Linked DNA regions of Mus musculus: regions 1 and 3 are each linked to region 2. The links are chromatin contacts, called in public targeted proximity ligation maps. All regions are on one chromosome and are shown on one strand. The core of a region is the stretch at or near the end of the contact, and the rest is flanking DNA. Distances in the headings are between cores, read along the strand shown.

What was found.
Region 1: a targeted proximity ligation map of bone marrow-derived dendritic cells shows a contact between it and region 2, with 3 times the contacts expected there. A contact is called at or near these places in 16 of 484 Hi-C or Micro-C datasets (the AML12 cell line, CD4 T cells, the G1E-ER4 cell line and 3 more), 7 of 130 datasets of targeted methods (CD8 T cells, bone marrow-derived dendritic cells, bone marrow-derived macrophages and 3 more) and 3 of 9 other capture datasets (adipose tissue, liver and pancreatic islet).
Region 3: a contact with region 2 is called in a targeted proximity ligation map of hepatocytes, with 5 times the contacts expected there. A contact is called at or near these places in 10 of 39 promoter capture datasets (the 3T3-L1 cell line, the C10 cell line, cranial neural crest and 6 more), 48 of 484 Hi-C or Micro-C datasets (the C2C12 cell line, the G1E-ER4 cell line, the N1E-115 cell line and 26 more), 12 of 130 datasets of targeted methods (astrocytes, bone marrow-derived dendritic cells, double positive thymocytes and 7 more) and 4 of 9 other capture datasets (adipose tissue, embryonic stem cells, liver and 1 more).

Annotation. Positions count from the first base shown.
Region 1 is chr19:29,208,708-29,211,407 of GRCm38.p6, reverse strand. No RefSeq gene overlaps it. Among named protein-coding and RNA genes, the nearest start is that of Gm41829, 35 kb to the left of the region's middle.
Region 2 is chr19:29,360,614-29,363,313 of GRCm38.p6, reverse strand. Plgrkt (plasminogen receptor, C-terminal lysine transmembrane protein) reads left to right here and starts at 1,443. Exons shown (of 6, transcript NM_026362.2): 1 at 1,443-1,517; 2 at 2,387-2,497. It also overlaps a transcript of Cd274 not described here.
Region 3 is chr19:29,130,382-29,133,081 of GRCm38.p6, reverse strand. Rcl1 (RNA terminal phosphate cyclase-like 1) reads right to left here. Exons shown (of 9, transcript NM_021525.2): 7 at 2,276-2,432. Among named protein-coding and RNA genes, the nearest start is that of Mir101b, 3.5 kb to the left of the region's middle.

The sequences.
Region 1 (2,700 bases), core at 33-2,532, 150 kb after region 2:
GTGTGTGTGTGTGTGTGTGTGTGTGTGTGTACATGTGCGTGTGCAATTGCTCAGCTTCTAGGCTAAGTCACGGGTATGCTGTCATTTGGATTTGGCACCAAGAGGCTGAGTGATGATCTGCTAAGTTTGCTTGCTTTAACCTTGGTGTGCAGGTAACTGAACATGGAAAGTCTTTTAAGCCAAGTTTATGGAAAGACACTTCAGACATTCACTTCGCCAGAGAAAGTGACTTTCGCCATCTTGTCTTGGGAGAATATGCCACCATCATTTCTGTGCTGGGACTAAAGGCATGGGGAAACCTCTCTTCTGAAACAAAACAGACAGACAAACAGACAAACAGACAAAAACCTGGCTTCTCAAGACACCAGGCTACAGTACAGGGTCAGGGAGTATCTTAAAGCACATCTGCGTTCAGATTTAAAAAAAAAAAAAAAAGCCCTCATGTTCATAGTGATGAATTTTCCCATCTGAATGTCTGCATTTAGAGGGGGAAATCTAACTGCTACCCAGGAACCCCTGGAGTTGTGCTATATTCTGATGCCGGGTGAGCGTCAATGCGGTAGAGAGGAAGATAGAATTTAAGATTTCCAGAAGCCAATGTAAACAGGCAGAGAGAAAAGGTCTTTGATGATGCCTAGAAGAACTGGGGAACCCGAGGTTCTCCTCAGAAGTGACTTCTGAAGCGCAGTCCCTACAGGTCCCCTCATGGAAGAACAAGGCAGTTTGTTACAGACTGTTTTCTTGCTCTAAAGATTTTTAGAAATTTTTAGGTCATGTTATGGGCGTTTCGTCCCGCATGGACATCTGTGGACATGCAGTGTCTGCAGAGGCCAGAAGAGGGCATGAGATTCCCCCTGGAACTGGAGTTACAGAAGGGTTGTAAGCTGCCTGTGGGTGCTGAGAATTGAACTTGGATCCCCAACAAGAGCAGCCAGTGTCGAGTCATCTCTACCTCCTGGAAAATCTTTGCAACCACAACTGTTTTTTTACATGCGACAAAACCGAAATGAAATTACCTAATTATGTAGTGGCCGTCGAGAGAAAAGTAGAAAGTATAATTTTAAAAATTAATTCCGTGAGGGAGGCTGTGTTCAGAGCTGCCTTGACTTCAGTGGCTCTCTCTAAGAGTCACTCGGGAGTTTGACTTGACCTACAGATAAAACCTGAAATTAAGGGGAAAGTACACAGACAGCGTGTTCTTTTATAGTTCCTTAACTTGTTTCTCTTAGAGAAGGTTCAAAAGGATTCTGAGGACTTGAGCTCTTCGTGCTGCTGATGTATGATTACGACAGGCGTCAGCAAACGGCATCTCACTTCCTGTTTCTGTGTTATTCACAAGGCAACTTCTGTGTATTCTAAATGGTTGAAAAAGTCAAGGGCCGGGGACACATTTCTGTGGTAGAGAGTTTGCCTAGCATGAGCAAGGCACCTAGGTTCATAGGTTCAAGTCTAAGCAGCACAATAAGGGCAGAGGTAAGTGGCAGGTAGGGGCATAACTTGTGAGGTGTGAGAATTCTGTGAGACTGAAATGTTTATAAATAAAGTTTTATTGGTACACCGCTATACCCCTTCATGTACTTGTTGTCTATAAATACTTTCATACAACAACAGAGTGACATCGTTACAACAGAAACTATTGATCTCAAAGTCTAAAATATGTACCCAGTGGCCTGTGACAGAAAGGTTTGCCAACGTTCAGAATATACTGCTGATCTGACAATAACTTCCTTGCAATCACAAAAGTGGACAGAGTTCTCTCCCAGGAGCCGCTCTTGAAAGTCTAGGTTCAAAGTGATGTGGAAATGGAGTGTACTTCAGGAGGTCTCAGGAAATATTACTCCTGTTAATTAGAGGTTTTACATCTATTCTTAAGTTTGGTGACGGTGACGGTGATGATGATGGTGATGGTGATGATGATGATGATGGTGTGTGTGTGTGTGTGTGTGTGTGTGTGTGAGAGAGAGAGAGAGAGAGAGAGAGGTGTCAGGGAGATGAGCATGCCTTACCATGCATGTGACAGTCAGAGGACATCGTTGGAGGGTCAATTCTCTCCATCCACCTTTACACAGGAATCAGGGGATGGAATTCCGGTCTCAAGGCAAGTACCTTTACCTGCTGAGCCACCTCACTGACCCTTCCCTCCTGTCTTCGCAGATGAAAAGAGACTTCTGGGGAAAGATGATACAAAGTCCCAGAATCTCTACTCTCAGTATCATGAAAATAAACAAGTGAGAGGAAAAATTTTAAATGAATAAATCCATAATAATTAAGCCAGGCAGAGATTAAATTTTCCTTAACTTCAAGAATTCATTAGTAATTGGGGGAGCGAATTTAGGGGGGGTGGGGCGCGGGAAGCAGCAGTGACTTAGTTACTGAAATGCATGTCAGCAGGGCTGCAGAGTCAATACCATCTACAGAGAGACTGAAGGACTCTCTGCTCAAGGCCTTGTCAGTGCTGAGTTGGAGAAGTGGATAAGAGAAGTTAGAAGTGACATACTGGATTGCTTGAGGGGAATGAACTCAAATCTCGCTCTTCTGAGCTGCCAGAAAATTCTCAGCAAACACAGCAGAGCCCAATTACAGAGTGCACTCAGCTCGGCCAAGCTCCCTTCCTCCCACAGGCCAAATTGGTTTGCAGAGAAGTGGGTAGGGAGCAGCCTTTTACCCTTAAAGAAGGGAGGTAACAGGAGAATAGAGGAA
Region 2 (2,700 bases), core at 194-2,693:
ATCTCACCAGCCCCTACTATAGCTTAGATACACACACACACACACACACACACACACACACACACACACTAGTGTTAAAGTAAAAGAAGTCAGCTCGGCATGGTGGTGCACGCCTTTAATCCCAGCACTTGGGAGACAGAGGCAGGCAAATTTCTGAGTTCGAGGCCAGCCTGGTCTACAGAGTGAGTTCCAGGACAGCCAGGGCTACACAGAGAAACCCTGTCTCAAACAACAACAGCATCAACAACAACAACAAAAAAAAAATAACAAAAACAAAAGAAGTCCGTTTCATTTATACGAACTATCTAGAATATGTAAGTCTTTGAAAAGGTAGAACATAGATTAAGATGGGGTCTCTAGGGTGACTGCATGTGACATTATCCATAAAGATAGGTTCTATAGATTGACTGAGAAAAACAGCTCATGATGAGGGAAGGATCTGGTGAGGTCTCGCACACACAGTGCAAATGTTAACCACTTCTGCTCCCAGTCTTCTGGGCGGAAAACACATTCTAAATCTTTCTCTTTGAAGCTACAACCCTGTGTGTTTAACATTCTTGGTTCCCACAGTGTTTATCTGAAGGTACAACGACCTCTGTTCCTCGTACAGGTTACAGAGCTGGGAACAGAACGGAGACAAGTTTAGTCTGCACGTATAGACACTACTTCCTACCTTAGGGATGGGCTACTTGTTTCTCTCCAAAAGCATTTACTCCTAGCAACACCCATCTCCTCCCACAAATAGAACTAAATAAAGATTCTGTTGCAATTTTCCCATCCAAGTAATGTTTGGAATGAGGGATCTAAAAGTCAGAATAAGGAACACTGGAACTAAAAACATCTATACAAGCCTGCGAGGCTAGATATGCCTGGAAGAGGCTAGATTGCCTTCTCTAAGGTGTGGAGCCAACACATGCTAATGCAGAGCCCTTCCTAAAGGTTGTGATTCACATACTATTTCCCCAACCGGTTACATAGTAAGTGCTAATGGGTCCAGTGTTTCCTAGTGAAGTTCGGAGTTGTACTATAGACAGACAATTCTGGTAGGAGTACGAAATATGGAAAACGCATAGGGAAATACGGAAATTCTGGTCACTGTCTGCTTTTGTTCCCTGGTTACCTTTAAGCGAGATTTGGTGATGGGTTTTGTTGTTGTTTTTGTTTTGTTTTTGAGGCACCGGACTCCGAGGACTTGAAACATTTCCACGCTGCTTCCTTGGGCCTTCCCTCAAAATCACGCACCTTACAAGACCATGCAGGTTGGAATTTGCGGTTCTGTCCCGCCCCGCCCACCTCCCGGCTCCAGGCGCCTGCACCGGAAGAACACCCCAGGCCTCCGCGGGCACCCGAGCGCTTAAGGGAGCCAAAGGCCACGCTGATTGGTTGAAGCTCGTGATCCACTGTCATAGCCAACCAATCCTGGGGCTCTGCCGAAGCAAGGTACTGTCCCTGCGCTGATCGCTCTGGAGCTCTGGCTAGAGGCCTCTGCTGCGGTCACCGTCCCCGCACCGTGTCGCGTGAGTGTTTCGGGTCACAGACACCTGGGAGGGAGGGGTCGGCTCCGTCGCACGGTCCCGCACAGCTGCAGCTCTGGCTGGGCAGGGAAGGCCAGGGCTCTGGGTTCTTGCTGATGCCTCCGAGGCTGACAGGTATTGCCAACCCAGTTCTGTGAGTGTGATCTCTCTGTACCATTGTCACCAAGTTGGGACAAGACTGCAGAGTGCAATGGACAGGAAAATGGAATTCCTTTAGGGAAATACCTATATGACGCTAAACTGGCTCAACAGAGCGAGAGTGGAAACAAAACAAAACACCCCCAGAGGTTATGTGCTTCCTGCTAGGGGACTTGGTTTGGAAGAGTTATTGAGAATGATAGTGATGTTGTGACTAGCCAAAAATTCTGGTACTAAATCAGGGAAGAAATCTGGATGACAGAAATCGTGTAGAATTTCTTTCCTTCTAAATGGAATCCAGGTTCCAAGGATGACCAGGGAAAGTCTGTCTGGGATCTGTACAATCAGGACACCCTTCCCAACACGCCTTTCCAGAGTAATTTGAATCATGGCCTCTTGGAACAGGAGACACGCCTGCCTCCCCATCCTCAACCCAAAACAAACAAACAAACAAAAATCCAGGAGCAGCCTGGACTCACATCTGTATCCTCCATCCTATAGGACATGGTGGTTGTCTGTGTTGCCTGTAATAAGTCAGTTTGGGGCCACGCTTACTTATCGCTGATAATATCGTGTCTCTGGGAGAGAGACATTTGGAGGTATTTGGGACATCCTAAGGAAAGAGTGCAACATGGCTTTGTTAGGTATGGTCAGAAGAGGTTGGAAACACTGTTCAAGGGTGAAGTTACAGGGTGTGGCATGCTCATTGGCAGGTGAGATCTCCAGAGGGACACTCCTGTTTGCCTTCTATATTTAACCGTGTACCTGAGATTTCCCCCGACACATCCAAAGTCCAAGTCCAAGAGAGCAAGGCCCAGAAGGAGGTAAGCCTAAATCCTAGCTAGCTTTTCAAAGTGTTTCTCTTCTCTTCTCTAGACGATTGACTGAAAGATTGTCCGACCACTTCAAGGGATGGAGAGCTAACCCCCTTAGGCCAAGGGACTGAGGGGAGAGTGTGTGTGTGTGTGTGTGTGTACTAGAAAACAGTCGGTTTCTTTGAAGATGTTTGAAGATGCTTGCAGCAGAT
Region 3 (2,700 bases), core at 187-2,686, 230 kb after region 2:
GAAGACAGGAGCAGTGGAGGGGTACGGCTCACAGGCACTGGGAAAGCGCCAGGCTCTATTCTATATTCTATAGAGGGTGAGGAGCCAGTGCAGGGCTCTGCAAATGGGCAGAAGGAGACTGAGTCCAGGTATGGAAGGAAATGAGAGGGAGGTTGAAGAGGATGTGCAAAGAATCTCCCGCTGAAGACAAGAGCGGCTCCCACTCGAGTGTGAGGTGAGGAGAGGTGGAAAGACAGCAGGACAGAACCCCTGGTACATGGTAACCCATGAGCAGAAACTGGTACACGGAAACCCCTGAGCAGAAGGAACTGGGTCAGAGACTCACTCTCTCTCTCTCTATATATATATATGAGGGTCTTATGCTTCCATGTCACACCACAGACCTACAGAGAATTAGTCAAAATAGCATGAAGTGTTTCAGCCTTTTAGTAATTAAGGACTAGACACTAACAGGAAGTTTTCTTAATGACTAAAACAAAGCAAACTTGCTTGAGGAACAATAATAGTTTTTAAAAGACCTCAATTAATCTAACACAGGTTTTCCTCCCGTGACTGGTGGGAAACCCAAATGCCAGCTGTGCCCATGGGCTCCTGCTGAACTCCTCTGGGTCATGGTGTCTGCCGTTCTCCCATGGTCTCCTAGAAAGGGACGTAAGTGTCCCCATAGTTGGAGAGAGGACACAGCAGCCCACAAGGTCAGGTGGAGACCTACACAAGCCAACGAGAATCTCAGAGGCAGACAGTTACCACTGTACCCTTCTACCTGACAACACAGAGATGGGAAATGTTATAAAACTCTATGAATTAAGTAACTGGTGAATCAATGGCTTTATCCTTCTACCCACAGACGTCTAACTACCACCTATCTCTCAAAACCAGCGCTAGATCTGTCATTAAAAATAAACTGATGTGGCACCAAAAACCCTGCACCAGACCTGGGCTACACAAGATTACTGACAGGCCGTGTCCTAAAGGAGGTCTCACTCCCTGGCTCCACTGCTCCTAGCAGCAAGCACAATGGCTACGCCTTGCTCTTCAGCTGTATCAGGAGGGGCTCCTATCTTTAATTAGGTAGAATGATGACGTTCATCACATGACTAGTGCGCAGGGTTCAAGGCCGGCTTGGATCAGCTTGGACAGGGGAGCAGACTACAATTGTAAGCAGTCTTCAACTGTGCAGGAACTGTATCCATAATGGGCTCGCTTAGGAACACACTTTCCTCTTGCCAGCATCTTCTCTTCCCTCACGATCTCCTCCTTCCTGTCAGACACCTCAGCCGTGGGAAAGTCAAGTGTGTGCTCACTTTTGTGCCTGCTGCACATGTGATCAACAGTTTGTAGCCATGAAGAAGTCAGGTCACCTGCCTGACCTGCATCCTACCCACACAACCACAGACACACGTAGTAACTGGCTAAAGTCTATCTTTAACAATGCCAAGTTCTCACACTTCCCAGAGCCTCCACCACGCTGTGACAGTCTGGCCTTCCCCAAACAGTCTTCAATGCCCTAGAATAAACGGCACAACTCTATCCACACACAAATCCAGATTTCTACCTTGATAAATCTGAAGGTGAGTCCCTATCTCCACAGAGCAGCAGCTGGGGCAGCTGAGAGGCTGTAGTCCTGGGACTAAAGAAATGGCTTGGAGTTAAGCCCACTTGCTGCTCACGAAGAGCACTCAGATTCACCACAGCACTCACAGACTGGCTCGTAGCCACGTACTGCAGGGGATCTGACAACCTCTTCTGGCCTTCCCAGGCACCAAGTATGTATGTGGTGCACATATATTCATGCAGGCAAACACACAGAAAAATCAAAACAGATGGGGAGAGGTGTGTGTGTGTGTGTGTGTGTGTGTGTGTGTGTATGTGTGTGTGTGAGAGAGAGAGAGTGAGAGAGAGGGAGGGAGGGAGGGACAGAGACAGACAGAGGCAGATGAAAGAGGGGTGGTGGTAGAAGTGGGGGACACTCCTTTTGGTCAGGCCAGTGCGCCAGCCATCATCTTAGCCTTCCCTGGTTGCTTTATTTTGAACCCTCACTCCCTCCTCTCCTCCGTCCCCATGAAAAGCTATATCTTCTGTGTCCCAGTAGAGCAGACTTGTTCATGGACTAGTTCAATGAACCCATTCAACTAGTTAATTCTAAACTGCTTGATACTCGAACACAGGCGAGCTCTTTAGCTCAAGTGCCCAGAAAGGAGTACAGAAGGAAAGACATCCGATCGTCTTTTCCTGACTGTTCCTTTCTCTGCGCCTGCAGAGCCAGGGGACATACCCTGTAGATCTCTTCAAGTAGCAGCTTTGCACAGTTCCTGCCGAGGTCCTCGGGAAGCACTGCTGCTCCCTGGCCCTGGGGATTGGAGGCCAGTTCCGCACTCAGGAAGGTACCGTTGGTAGTCTCTGCAACCAGCGACAGCCCAAAGCCTGGAGACCTAGAGATGCAAGGGCGGACACCCAGTAAGCAAAGGCACACACGGGGCACACAGCGAAGACAGATGTGTTCTTCATTAGAGGAGTAGACTCCGAGGAACACTAAGAAGAACCAAGGCGAGAGGAAGTTTGCATGCCCTTGCTTCCTCCCTCTCTGCACTTTACAAAGACTCTCACAGTACCTAACAATCACAGAATATGATGTCAACAGGCTTCCAGGTATCCGAGCATGCAAATAACATCAACGTTAGCTCAGTCTTGTCTTCATTT